Regions from separate parts of the Mus musculus genome. Here regions 2, 3 and 4 are each linked to region 1. A link is a contact called in public Hi-C data. All regions are on one chromosome and are shown on one strand. Each heading gives the region's core, a stretch centred on a gene start, on an enhancer-like site or on the middle of the called end of the contact. The rest is flanking DNA. Distances are from core to core; before and after follow the strand shown. Region 1 has its middle 13 kb from the start of Gm35249. Region 2 holds the start of 4932437C15Rik (a long non-coding RNA gene). Region 3 overlaps Chst15 (carbohydrate sulfotransferase 15). Region 4 overlaps Cpxm2 (carboxypeptidase X 2 (M14 family)).

Region 1 (2,700 bases), core at 195-2,694:
TGTCATTATCTGAACCCTAAGAGCAGAACTTGGGTTAAAGTGGTTCAGCCTAAGCACTGACAGTTTGTCCTAGATGACAGCTTGTCCTAGATGACAGCTCGTCATATAAACTGGCGACATCACACTTGGAAACCTGCTGATCACGGTAGGATCCCCCCAGGCTAGCAGGTGGTAGGTGAGGGGTTACTAATATAACAGCCCCTAATCTGGTTTGCCTTAACTACTAATTTATGGTTCCTGGGTTCTAAGCCTTGTATTTTATAGTAACACAATGGAACTGACTTCAAGATGTGTATGCACACAGTGCATAAACTCCCAAGTTTTTCCTAGAGAACACTGTGGCAGCCCTGTCTGTGTGCCCCAGGTTTGTTCTTTTGGAGTGTACAGGCCCAGACAGAACTTGTGAGCATGAGGGCACACAGCTGTGGTAAGGAGCCTGCCCGGGTGCCTTGATGACTATGAATATCGAGGCCAGCTTCAGTTTTGTTTTGAGCTAGGCTGACCTCAGGCCAGCTCACTCTTGTCTATTCTTTATGAAAGCAGGCGAATTAGGCCCACTTTCCTTCGCTCACGCTGCCCACTGTTTTTTAAAGTGGAGTCGGATGCCCTATGAGTCTGAGCTCTTAGTTAATGGGAACCACGGCCAGCTGGTCCCTACACACCTTATGAACCCACAAAGGAGCCAGACTGAGACCCTGGTAGGTTTCTTGGAGGAACCTGCCAGAAAACACCCACCATCTTCAGTGACATTTCCACTTCCCATCTTGGGTTTTTAGATTCCCTTGATGACTTAGTCTCCTTTGAAGTCAGTTTTCCCGGGGGGAAAAATGGTCCGTTTCTGCGGAGAGGGACCTTCGAGTTCTGTAGAGTAGTTAGGGATGTCTTGAGTCAGACTTAGAGCTAAGCACTGGTAGAGGAGGCCGAAGACGTATTTGGACAGCAGGGGGCACTGCCGGCAAAGCATTGCTCAGGTTTCAGCCGCGACGCGCGTGCGCGCAGGCCAGGGAATCAGCACTGAGACCAGGAGCCAATGGGTGCAGGGGATGGGGTGGTGTTTCAGGGGTGGTGTTAAACTGTTTTCTTCCAGGGCTCGCTGTCCTTTGCTGTTCCTTGGTTGCAAATCTTCTTGGCTGCAGACTTCTGTACTTTCATAAAACTTGGTTGTTAGTGTGCAGACTGAACGCACACTTTGAAAACAGTTGAAAAAAATGCAGAAACAATTCCCTCTGCGGCGCCGTGACTGTTCAGGTCTGGGTTCTCCCTTATGTGCTCTGGGTCCCCGGTCTTTTGACTGGTTAAGGGGTGTGAATCATGTTCACCCACTTGTCGCCCAGTGCACCTTATCGGTGCCCATCCTCTTGCCCCGTTCAGAAGACCTGGTAACCTAGCCCGGGCCACTTCCCTGGGGGCGACTATCACCTGTGCATTCTCTAGGAGGGAATAGAGGGCGCCCTAAGCCTATGGAAAGGGCTTGCAGCGTGGAAAATGAAGGCTAGGGCTAATGGTGTGAGTGGTAGGAAGGTGCTCTTTGGTTGCACTTGGTTTTCTTGCACTTTGTCTCTGCCACCTCACTGTGGCCTCCCTCTGTATGTGGCTCAGTCGACAGCTGTCTATCTACCATTACATGGTGATGACCTAGACAGCCAGGACTGGGAGGCCCTGGGTGTGTGAGCGCTGAAGGAGAAAAGAAATACCTTTTCTCATCCACCCTGTGGTCATGGCTGAGGCCTCTGCAACAAAATGATTAACAAAGAGAAAAGCATACACATTTATCTAATAGAAATTTTATGACGCCTAGGAGCCTTTAAAGGAAATGAAGAATGGAAGAAATGGTAAACCTCTGCATTTGTTTTTTTTTTTTTTTTTTTAAGCTGTGGTTTTATCCTGTGAGAACAAAACAGACTGTGACTGGATAGAAGTATGTGATCTAATGTTGATAAACTGGGGGCCTTATGAGGTCTGCTTGTTCAGAGTCTTTTGTGTCCTTGATGTCAGTGTCAGGGACTTTACTTCTCATTAGGGGACACTCCTCAAGTTCTCATGGACTCCTGCACGTGGAGAAGAGTCCTGGCGGGAGTTCTGAGGAGGGGCTCTTTCCCTTCCTGGCAGGAGCGAGATGGGAGAGGGTTGCTTCTGAGGCAGGAGGAGACTGGTCATCAGCTTTGGACATGCCAGGCAAACTCTGGAGCCTTAATCTCTTCCTTTAAAAAAATGGGGCAGCAGGCTCCTCCAGGGAACGGAGGACACATCGAGGAGCGTGGCTTCAGTTGAACCTGCTGGAGGCCTGGGTTCTAATCCCAGGTGTCCTGCTCGGGGCTGCTGCTCCTGCCCCCTGGTCTCCTTCTGATGAGGGTTGAGTGGCAGAGTATGTTACCTCTCAAAGAGGATCAGATCACATCATTTCTGCAGCAGCCCCCAAAGCCAGTCTGGAGGAGGAGCCAGGCTGTGAAAGGCAGTCAGCTCTGACCAGAGGAGCCGAGGCCTGACCTCCATGGAGCGGGTACTCTGACAGCATCTGTGCTGTGGAATTCAGCTCTTATGTCCCAGGCTTGTGACCCAGGACTCCTGTCTCCAGCCCGAGTGGCCCTGTGTGGTTCTGTGTGTGGCTGTGTGGTGGGGCGGGGACATGGTCCCTTACTCTCACTTGTTTGAGTCCCAGCTCACTTCAAGAGACTGTTCTTTTGGCATAGTGATGGTACT
Region 2 (2,700 bases), core at 70-2,569, 450 kb before region 1:
CCATTTTGGATAGTCATTGAACACCTTGTCTGGTCAGGTGTCTCCCCAGTGGGGAAGGCTGAGAAGGGCAGAAGGGCGGCAGCATTGCCGGGTCTTTGCCAGTCTTAGAATTTAGACATGTGGGACGGCCTTGAGCAGTGTCTTGTACCTGGGAGCCTAAACTCCATTTTGGAAGGAATCCTCATTAAGCACCGTGCCTTTGGCTTCCTTCCCCCAAATTCCCCTAGGTATTGAAGAAATGAGCCATGGCTCCAAGCCAGTGGTCAACCTAATCCCCACCTCTGAGGGCCACGTGCGTATCATGCTAATGTAGTTTACAGTGGGATGTACCTAATATATTAAAAATGGTTCAGTTTGTCAGAATTGTTGAAAGAGATGGGAAATCTGCTGGTAGCTGTCTGTGTTTGGGCCTCTGCCTTTGATTTTGTGTTCCCTGATATGCAGATGACGTGTTCCCAGTTCTCCTCACACCTGGTGCCAGGTGGCTCCTGTCACCTACCCTGCCACCCCTGTTTAGCACCCTTTCCCAGCCGATAGGTCTCTACACACACACACCCCACCCCACCCCCTTTAGTTTGCCCTGCTATTAGCAGATTGGCCGCTGGGATTCATACCTCTAGCCTTAACAAGATGTACCACGGACCCACCTCAGCCTAGGGAAAGAACAAAGAATGGGATTCACCAAAGAAAAAGGAGACCAAGTCAGGAAGGGAAACGATCACTAGGCAACCTGGAGTCTGTTACCCGGGTAACAGATACATGCTCTGATATTGCAGATGGACATCTTAGTTGGTGGCTCTCAGCCACTCCAGATGCACTGGATGATGGCTCTTGTCCCCGGTGCTGTCCCCCTTGGCGAGGTGGGGTAAATTACACCTAAATCTATGCCTAAACTTCTGACTTTGTGCAATGAACCAACCTGTTAGCCCCTTTAAAGCCAAGCTTTTTACAGACTGTGAGTGTAGGGGGTTCTTACTTGTGTGTCCTGGTGCTGCCAGCCCCTCTACCCACGTCTTGGAGTTTGGCCCTCAGTAGAGAGCAGGCAGGGCTGATGTCACTCAGGCTCATGTGCCACAGCCTGAGTGCTCATCTGCTGAGCGGATGGTGCTCCATGGCTGATTGACTCCAGGATGAATCCAGGTAGAGCTGTGTGAGATCACTGCCACCTCACTTGCCCCTCTGTGACCTGGGCACAGTAGCCATCTCCAGCACCTCACCTTGACCTACTAAGGATAGGTGGGGCATTTTAGGGCTTTTGTTTTTTCATAGGGCTAAGCTGTCCGTTATAAGAACCATGGACCAGTGAGGGCATATAGGGTAAAAGGATGTTAGCACTTGAGACCACTTGGGCACCTTACTGTACTTATGGGTCAGAGATTCTCAGGTAGGTGGCGGGTGCATAGAAGGAATGCCTCAACATCAGGACCTGACTGCCGTTCAGTCAGTGATGGTTCATGATTCCCTTCCAACCCCAGCTTGTTCTAAACATTCTCTCTGCTCTAGGCCCCTAGTCTGTCCTGAGATGGTACAGGGATGATGTGGTTGGTGGTAAGAGTACCAGAGGAGTGTGTGGCTAGCCTGTGAGGTACAAGAGGATCCATGCATGTCCAGTTAGGAGGGTCGTCTTCGTGTTTCTATTGCTGTGGACCAAACACCACTTGTGGAGGAGAGGGTTTATTCCAGCTTGTGACTGCCAGGTCACAATCCATTGCTGAACGAAAGCAGGGCAGGAACTGAAGCAGAAGAGCGCTGCTTACAGGCTTGCTCCCATGGTCGGTTAAGCCTTCATCCAGGACTACCAGTCCAAGTGGTGATACTGCCCACAGTGAGCTGGGTCCCCCACATCAATCATTAGTCAAGACAATGCCCCTTAGCAAAGAGGCGGAGGCCTGAAGGTGAGTTTGCTTTTGCAAAAGGCTCCTGCTTTGAGTGTCTCAATGGTCACATAAAGGCCACATGGCTCCTAGAACAACCTGTGCTCCATATAGGATCTGAGGGGACACTTCACCTAGGGACAGCCACGTTCTTCCATATGTTGGGCAGCCTCTGAGAGGATAAACAGACTTGGAGGAAGGAGACAGCCCAACTTGGAGCCTCTGCAAAAGGGGAGAGGCAACAGCCCTGGCCACAGATCTCCCTGTACATGGTGTGGCTGTTAGGCTGCTATGAGACTTTATCTGGATAACTGAAGGCTGTCCTGTTTAGTCCATCATACTTATCTCCTTCCTTGACAAGGAAACAGCTGGCCTAGGGAAGTGTCCCCAAATCTGGGTCCAAAGCAGGAGGCTGTGAGGACTCCAGGCAAGGAGAGGCTGGGAAGTACAACAGTCAGGAAACCCTCCCTCCCCCACCCCCTCCCCCACAGGCAGGTGACCCCAAAGGTACAGTGATGTCATGTCGATCAGGTGCTGTGCTGTGGGTGTCCCCAGTCTGCTGTCTAGACAATTGAAGGGGAAGGGGCCTGGGCCGAGCTGCGTCCTAGAGGACCAGAGAATATGCACTTGAGTATCATAGGGCGTACTAACGAGGGCCACCCCTGTCCCATTTCCAGAATGGCCCTGGCTATCTCACTTCACAGGGTGATTGATAGGCTTGGGCTGCCTGCTGGCCCTAGGAGTTCTCTGGAAAGTTCTTTCAGAACAAAGACACCTGCAAGCTTCCTCCATTTGACTTTATGCTGGCCTGTTTTTTGTTTGTTAG
Region 3 (2,700 bases), core at 40-2,539, 270 kb after region 1:
TTTTTCTTTCCTCCACATTTCTCTTTGTACCAGAGTGTACCTGTCCATCTCACAGCCATTGCAGTCACATGGAGCCCCAATCAAGGGCATCTCTGTTCCACGGTCACATAGGTGAATGCTCACAAAACAGTGTCTTCCAGAGCCATAGTGTCCCATGTGCCTCTTGGTCTCTGCCTTTGACTTGTACATGTTTATAAAGATCTACACCCACTGGGGAATTCTGTGGTCTGTCTTGGGTTTTCCGTTATTGTGACAGGAGGCAAGAGACAGTGTCCTTCATGGGATGGCTCTCAAGTGCATGATTTTCAGTCAACGGGGGATTTGGTTGGTGATGGTGATGGTCATGACGACGATGATGATGATGTACAAGGACAACAGCTGAGCACCATGTTGTGGCTAGTGGGGGGATGTTATTAATTCAAAGATACTTGAGTAATAGAGGGTTAAAGTGGAGCCTAGGTAACTCTCCCCTTGTTCTTTGCATTCAATCTTTTAAATCTTGGCCATCTCTAGCCTCAGACAGTCCCTCTGCCTCATCTCCAAGACTGGCAGAGCAAGGAGGTTGGCATTCGAGGACAAGGAGGGAGGTTGTGGCTGAGGGTGTGACTTACCAGACCTTTGTTCCAGCCTGCTTCTCTCTGCCCCTCCTTTGTTACTTAGTGTTTATTATTTCTTTACTGCTATTGTAGTTGCAAGAGGAATACTTGATCTTTCCAAGTGAACTTCAAAGCCAGATGGGACTGTGAAAGTGTGAGCCAATGTGCCCCAAGCTCCACCCACAGTCACTCTTGGAAACTGGTTGCTGAGGGATGTACTTGTCACTGTGCTTAATGGAAAGAGGGCCAGCTGGGGCTTCTGCTGTGTCTAGCTCTGCCTCCTGCTATGCTGTGATTCAGAGCAGGCTGTGTCCCGGGCTTCTGCTTCTCTTCCTTTTGTACTACAGAGCAGCCACACTCACCTGTAGCACTGTGAGTGGTCAGGAGCAGAAGAGGACCTTGGTGGGTCCACAGGACCTGCCAGCGCCTACCCAGCTTTCCTCCATGGTACTGAAAGTGACTTAGCAGGACTTCTTATTTTGCCATGTACTTGCCTACATCTTAATTTTAAAATGATGTTAAAACTTTCTAAGCTTTCTAAACATGGTATCTTGGATCTTTCATGCAGATCCCTGCACACACACACACACACACACACACACACACACGCACCAGGTGCTCACCATCACATCCATGGCCACACTGAGGCAGATGCACAGGCCACTCTCTGGCCTCTCACCATGTCTGGTAAGGGCTGGTCTGCTTGGGGATGGGAAGTGCATGCTATGCCCAGCTTCACCTTGTAAAACCATCTAGAGGACACTGTCAGATAGGCTGCCTGCTCTTTCCATCAGAAAGGAATGCCACTGAAGTATCTCAGGAGGTTCTCCCCATTCAAGGGTTAAATCAGACTCTTATTTTGCTTATCTTTGAAAATAAAACAATATTTAAAAGTATTCCGATCAGGGAGGCCATCTGGCGGGGAGCGCACAGCTGCTTCCCTTTCCATTGTGCCGCCCTTAATTTATTCACTCTAGGCCTCTGCTGTACATTGCGAGATCATCATTCGCATTCTGTGAACTGGCAATGTGTGAGTTCTGTTCTGTGAGGGACCTGAAGGGCATCTGGGTGGGCTATCTCCTGCTACCCAGGATCTTCCCTCTTCTCTCCAGGGTCTGTCTCAGTGGGCAGGAAGGGTCTAGGGATACAAAGGTGGACAGAGCCACCCTGTCCCTTTGGTGCTCTCTCTCTTTCTCTCTCTCTCTCTCTCTCTCTCTCTCATTTCCTCCCACACATTCTCTCTATCCTCTCTCAAACACTCTCTTCTCTCACTCCCACTCATTTTCATTCTATCTCTCCTACACATCACTCTCTCATGCACACAGTCTCTCTCTTACACACTCTTACACACTCTCTCCCTCTCTAACACATATACACACACTCTGTTACACACGCACACATACACACACACTTACACACTCTCTCCCTCTCTAACACATATACACATGCTCTGTTACATACACACACACACTCTTACACTCTCTCCCTCTCTAACACACATACACACACTCTTTCTTACACACACACACACACACACACACACACACACTTCCTCTCTCTTACACACACTCTCTCTCCCTCTCTCACATATATACATACACTTTCTCTTACACAGGCACTCACTCCCTGGGCACATCTTCTTTCCTTCATTTCCCGCTTGTGTTAGGGGACTCGTTGGACAATGGCCACAATGCCACCGCTTAAGGACTTTGCACTCCAGCCACATGGGAGCCATGATGTCAGAAAGCACGTCCCTTTCCCTGGCAGGTAAGGTTTGGGGCTGCACCTGCAGGAAGCCTCACAAACACACAAGAGGAAGAGTAGCTGGTTCTCAGACACCTGATGTCTTGATGATCTTGGGCCAATTTGGAGACACAAAGCCTTTCATGTTGACCTGGAGAAGAAGAGGGTGAGGGTCTCAGTTTGTCTGCAGTCACATGGCTATTTCAATGTTGTGATCGGTGCCCAGTGCAGACTCTGGAGTCTTTAGATATCCAGCCCCCCTCCCCTGGCCCATATCCTTTCCTGTCTCTGTAAATCACACCGAGCAGGAAGTATATGACATTGAATTCACAGTTGAGCTGCTTGTACAGTGGGGCTAATA
Region 4 (2,724 bases), core at 53-2,552, 480 kb after region 1:
TCTCTTCCCATACCTGATCCTGCACCCCCCCCCTTTCCCTCTTCCTCCTCTCTCCTTCCAAGGTCCTTTCTTCCCTCTACATCCTGTGATTATTTTGTTCCCCCTTCTAAGTAGGATGGGAGCATCCACACTTTGGTCTTTCTTCTTCTTAAGCTTCACATGGTCTGTGAGTTGCATCATGACATGTGTGACCTGGAAGATTTATAAAATATCTATATGTGAGCCACCTCAGACACAGTGAAGTGGAAATCTTAGTGGAAGTGTTCAAGAAGTTGTCCCATGCTTCTCTACAGCCAGGCCTCAGAACCCATGATTGGCATTGTTAGGAATCTGAGTCCAGGTAGCAGGAATTGGTGATCAAGTATGGTTTTCTCAGACTGACCCTGAGTCTCAGTAACTCTGAGCTGTGTCAGCCTGTGTGTGCTGGCTACAACACACCCCTAAGAAGGCCAAAGGGCCAGCAGCACCTGAACTCGGTTCATTGTCTCAGAAGCCCCGGGCCTCATTCACACCCAGTTATGTGCATTGCGTGTTTCCTGGGTAGACAAAAGTCTGTTCCCCTCAGATAAAGTACCAACGACAGAGTTTGTTTTCACTGACATCCAACTTGCTAAAGCAAAGAGTTTATTAGGCTTCCGTACAAATTATGAGTTAGGGGTTACTTACAGGAATGTAGGTGATATTAAAGCAGCTGCTTCAACAGGAAGCTTCAGCCCAGAATGAATGACAATTTCTTCATAGCTGTGGAGGCAGGGTCCTCCAACAGCTTCACTTAACCTTCTGCTTTCTGTATAACCCGGTACCTTCAAGACAGGGCCACATGCAGTTAGAATAAAATTACACTCACCTGACAGGGAGGCACAGGAAGAAATGGCTGGGCTCTCAGAGAACAGTCCAATGGCCCTGCTCCTTCCTCCTATGAGGGGAGGTCAACGGTCCATGGGCTGGAACTTGAGGGTCTCTGACAAGTAATCATAGCTGCTCTGTTGAAGACAATGGTGGCTGGTAATGCTCAGAAGACAGCGGTCTACAACAGTGTGCTGGAAAGTATGTGACTAAAGATGATATGCAGAAATAACCTCAGGATTACATTGGCAAGTAAGGACTCACCAAAGACTAGTTAATGTCCCTCAGAGGGAGGTCTTGTGGGCTGACAGACAGAGCCAGCTGCCCAGAACAAAGGCTGGAGGTGTTTCTGAGATCAGTTATCAGGCTGACCTTCAGTTCCATGGAATGAGCATGCCTGGCTTGTGCCACTGTCATTTAACTTGAGATACGCACGGCTTCCAGACACCTGTCAGCACAGACATAGAAGTGGGATGTGCTAAAGAACTCCTCTTACTGTCTTGCTCTTCAAAAACAGAGATAATGTGCTTGGACGTGAGGTTGGTGACTCATGCCTGCTGCTCCACTTTCTCGGGGTATTTTTATGGCTCTGCCCACCATTCTGTCTTCAGGAGCCCTGGTGGGTTAACATAGCCTTGCTCGATGGGTGTCCCAAGGCATCTCTTCACACCCAGCAGTGAGACAAGTATCAGTTTAGTTGGCACAGTGAGCTTCAGGTGTATGCTAAGTGAGCTGACTGCTCAGAGTCCCTGCGACGGAGACCTTGCTATCCCACGTGCATCCCTGGGGCCCTCTGGGGAGAGCTAGCAGTATGTGCTTTATATATGAGGTGGCTATGATGACCACCACTCAGGAGATGGCAGAGCTCAGGGTCACCATTACAGCCACTCTGAGTCACCTCTGAAGTCTTACTGCCCAAAATCACTGAGTTGGAAACTGTCCAGGGAGCATTTCTCAGTCCCAGTTGAGTACTCAGACCAGAAGCCATTGGCATGTAGATCGCTGGTTCTTGGGGCTGGATGAGAAGACAGAATTGCCAGCCCTCTCCCTCTATGGAGTCTTCTAGGTGGCTGTCGAAATATTTCTACCTCAGAGAGGATAGTTGGCTTAGCCTACTACTGAAAGAGACATTTATAGCCAACAATAAAATGAGACGCAGCAATAAGAAGGAACCAAAAAAAGAGTGGAGACACTCATCACGCTGTAAGAGGACAGCGATGAGAGTGTGGGTCACTCCCATGCAGCTTATGCCTTTAGAGCACTGAGCTACATGGCTTATGTTCCAGGCAGAGAGAAGGGGCAAGAGGTGGGGAAGGCAGAGAAGCAGGTGAAATCTATCCAAACACCCATACTTTGAGGCAGAGAGAATTGTGCCAAGAGAACATTGGAGGCATTCCTAGTGTGTGTATTTATAACCCCCTGGTTGCTTGTTTAAATATACATTTGTTTTCATCTCCTTTACTTGGAATGATAGGGACCATGGCCCTGTCACTTACCACAAGTCTATAATCTGAAATTTAGCATACCTGTGCTTAATGACAAATGGGATGGGGACAGATGAGTTGCTTGCTCATGGCTGCCAGAAGCTTCGGCCATAACTGGGGACCAGTTGACATCTGGATTGTTGACAGACTTTAGCAGACAGAGAGGGATGAAGACTGATTGTCTCTGTCCAAACAAGGAGGCCAGCAAGAATAAAAGGGAGGGAGCAAAGGTATCAGGTGGGTGCTGGGAAAGAAGACAGTTCCTACGTGAGCTGTGTTCCCTCCCTATGTGGAAGGAAGGCTAGGAAGTTCAGCCACGACTCCTAGGAAAGGAACTTTTGGGATTGGGGTATAAGAGAGGCATTTCTGAGGAGGATAGTTGACCTGAACCAAA

What was found. A called contact is a pair of places that touch in the nucleus more often than the background predicts.
Region 2: a Hi-C map of the Ba/F3 cell line shows a contact between it and region 1, with 2.8 times the contacts expected there. The contact joins the promoter of 4932437C15Rik here to the enhancer-like site in region 1. A contact is called at or near these places in 1 of 15 datasets of contacts at CTCF or cohesin (large pre-B cells), 2 of 484 Hi-C or Micro-C datasets (the Ba/F3 cell line and the HL-1 cell line) and 1 of 115 datasets of contacts at active chromatin or transcription factors (cardiomyocytes).
Region 3: a Hi-C map of cerebral cortex shows a contact between it and region 1, with 2.8 times the contacts expected there. The contact joins two enhancer-like sites. A contact is called at or near these places in 2 of 484 Hi-C or Micro-C datasets (the N1E-115 cell line and cerebral cortex), 10 of 115 datasets of contacts at active chromatin or transcription factors (SST interneurons, astrocytes, differentiating embryonic stem cells and 7 more) and 2 of 9 other capture datasets (embryonic stem cells and pancreatic islet).
Region 4: a contact with region 1 is called in a Hi-C map of cortical neurons, with 2.9 times the contacts expected there. The contact joins two enhancer-like sites. A contact is called at or near these places in 2 of 484 Hi-C or Micro-C datasets (cortical neurons and nephron progenitors) and 2 of 115 datasets of contacts at active chromatin or transcription factors (embryonic basal ganglia and embryonic hindbrain).

Annotation. Positions count from the first base shown.
Region 1 is chr7:132,550,220-132,552,919 of GRCm38.p6, reverse strand. No RefSeq gene overlaps it. Among named protein-coding and RNA genes, the nearest start is that of Gm35249, 13 kb to the right of the region's middle. Within about 2 kb of position 1,444, at least 239 of the 459 cell types and tissues checked have an H3K27ac peak or open chromatin away from gene starts, as enhancers often do. A contact at or near this core is called in the Ba/F3 cell line, the N1E-115 cell line, SST interneurons and 2 more, where this site is marked.
Region 2 is chr7:133,000,007-133,002,706 of GRCm38.p6, reverse strand. 4932437C15Rik (a long non-coding RNA gene) reads right to left here and starts at 1,319. Exons shown (of 2, transcript XR_378552.2): 1 at 977-1,319. All of the region lies in intron 1 of Ctbp2 (C-terminal binding protein 2), which reads left to right.
Region 3 is chr7:132,283,105-132,285,804 of GRCm38.p6, reverse strand. The region is part of intron 1 of Chst15 (carbohydrate sulfotransferase 15); the gene reads left to right. Among named protein-coding and RNA genes, the nearest start is that of Gm10584, 31 kb to the left of the region's middle. Within about 2 kb of position 1,289, at least 46 of the 459 cell types and tissues checked have an H3K27ac peak or open chromatin away from gene starts, as enhancers often do. A contact at or near this core is called in the N1E-115 cell line, SST interneurons and cerebral cortex, where this site is marked.
Region 4 is chr7:132,066,754-132,069,477 of GRCm38.p6, reverse strand. All of the region lies in intron 7 of Cpxm2 (carboxypeptidase X 2 (M14 family)), which reads left to right. Among named protein-coding and RNA genes, the nearest start is that of Cpxm2, 87 kb to the left of the region's middle. Within about 2 kb of position 1,302, at least 4 of the 459 cell types and tissues checked have an H3K27ac peak or open chromatin away from gene starts, as enhancers often do. A contact at or near this core is called in cortical neurons, where this site is marked.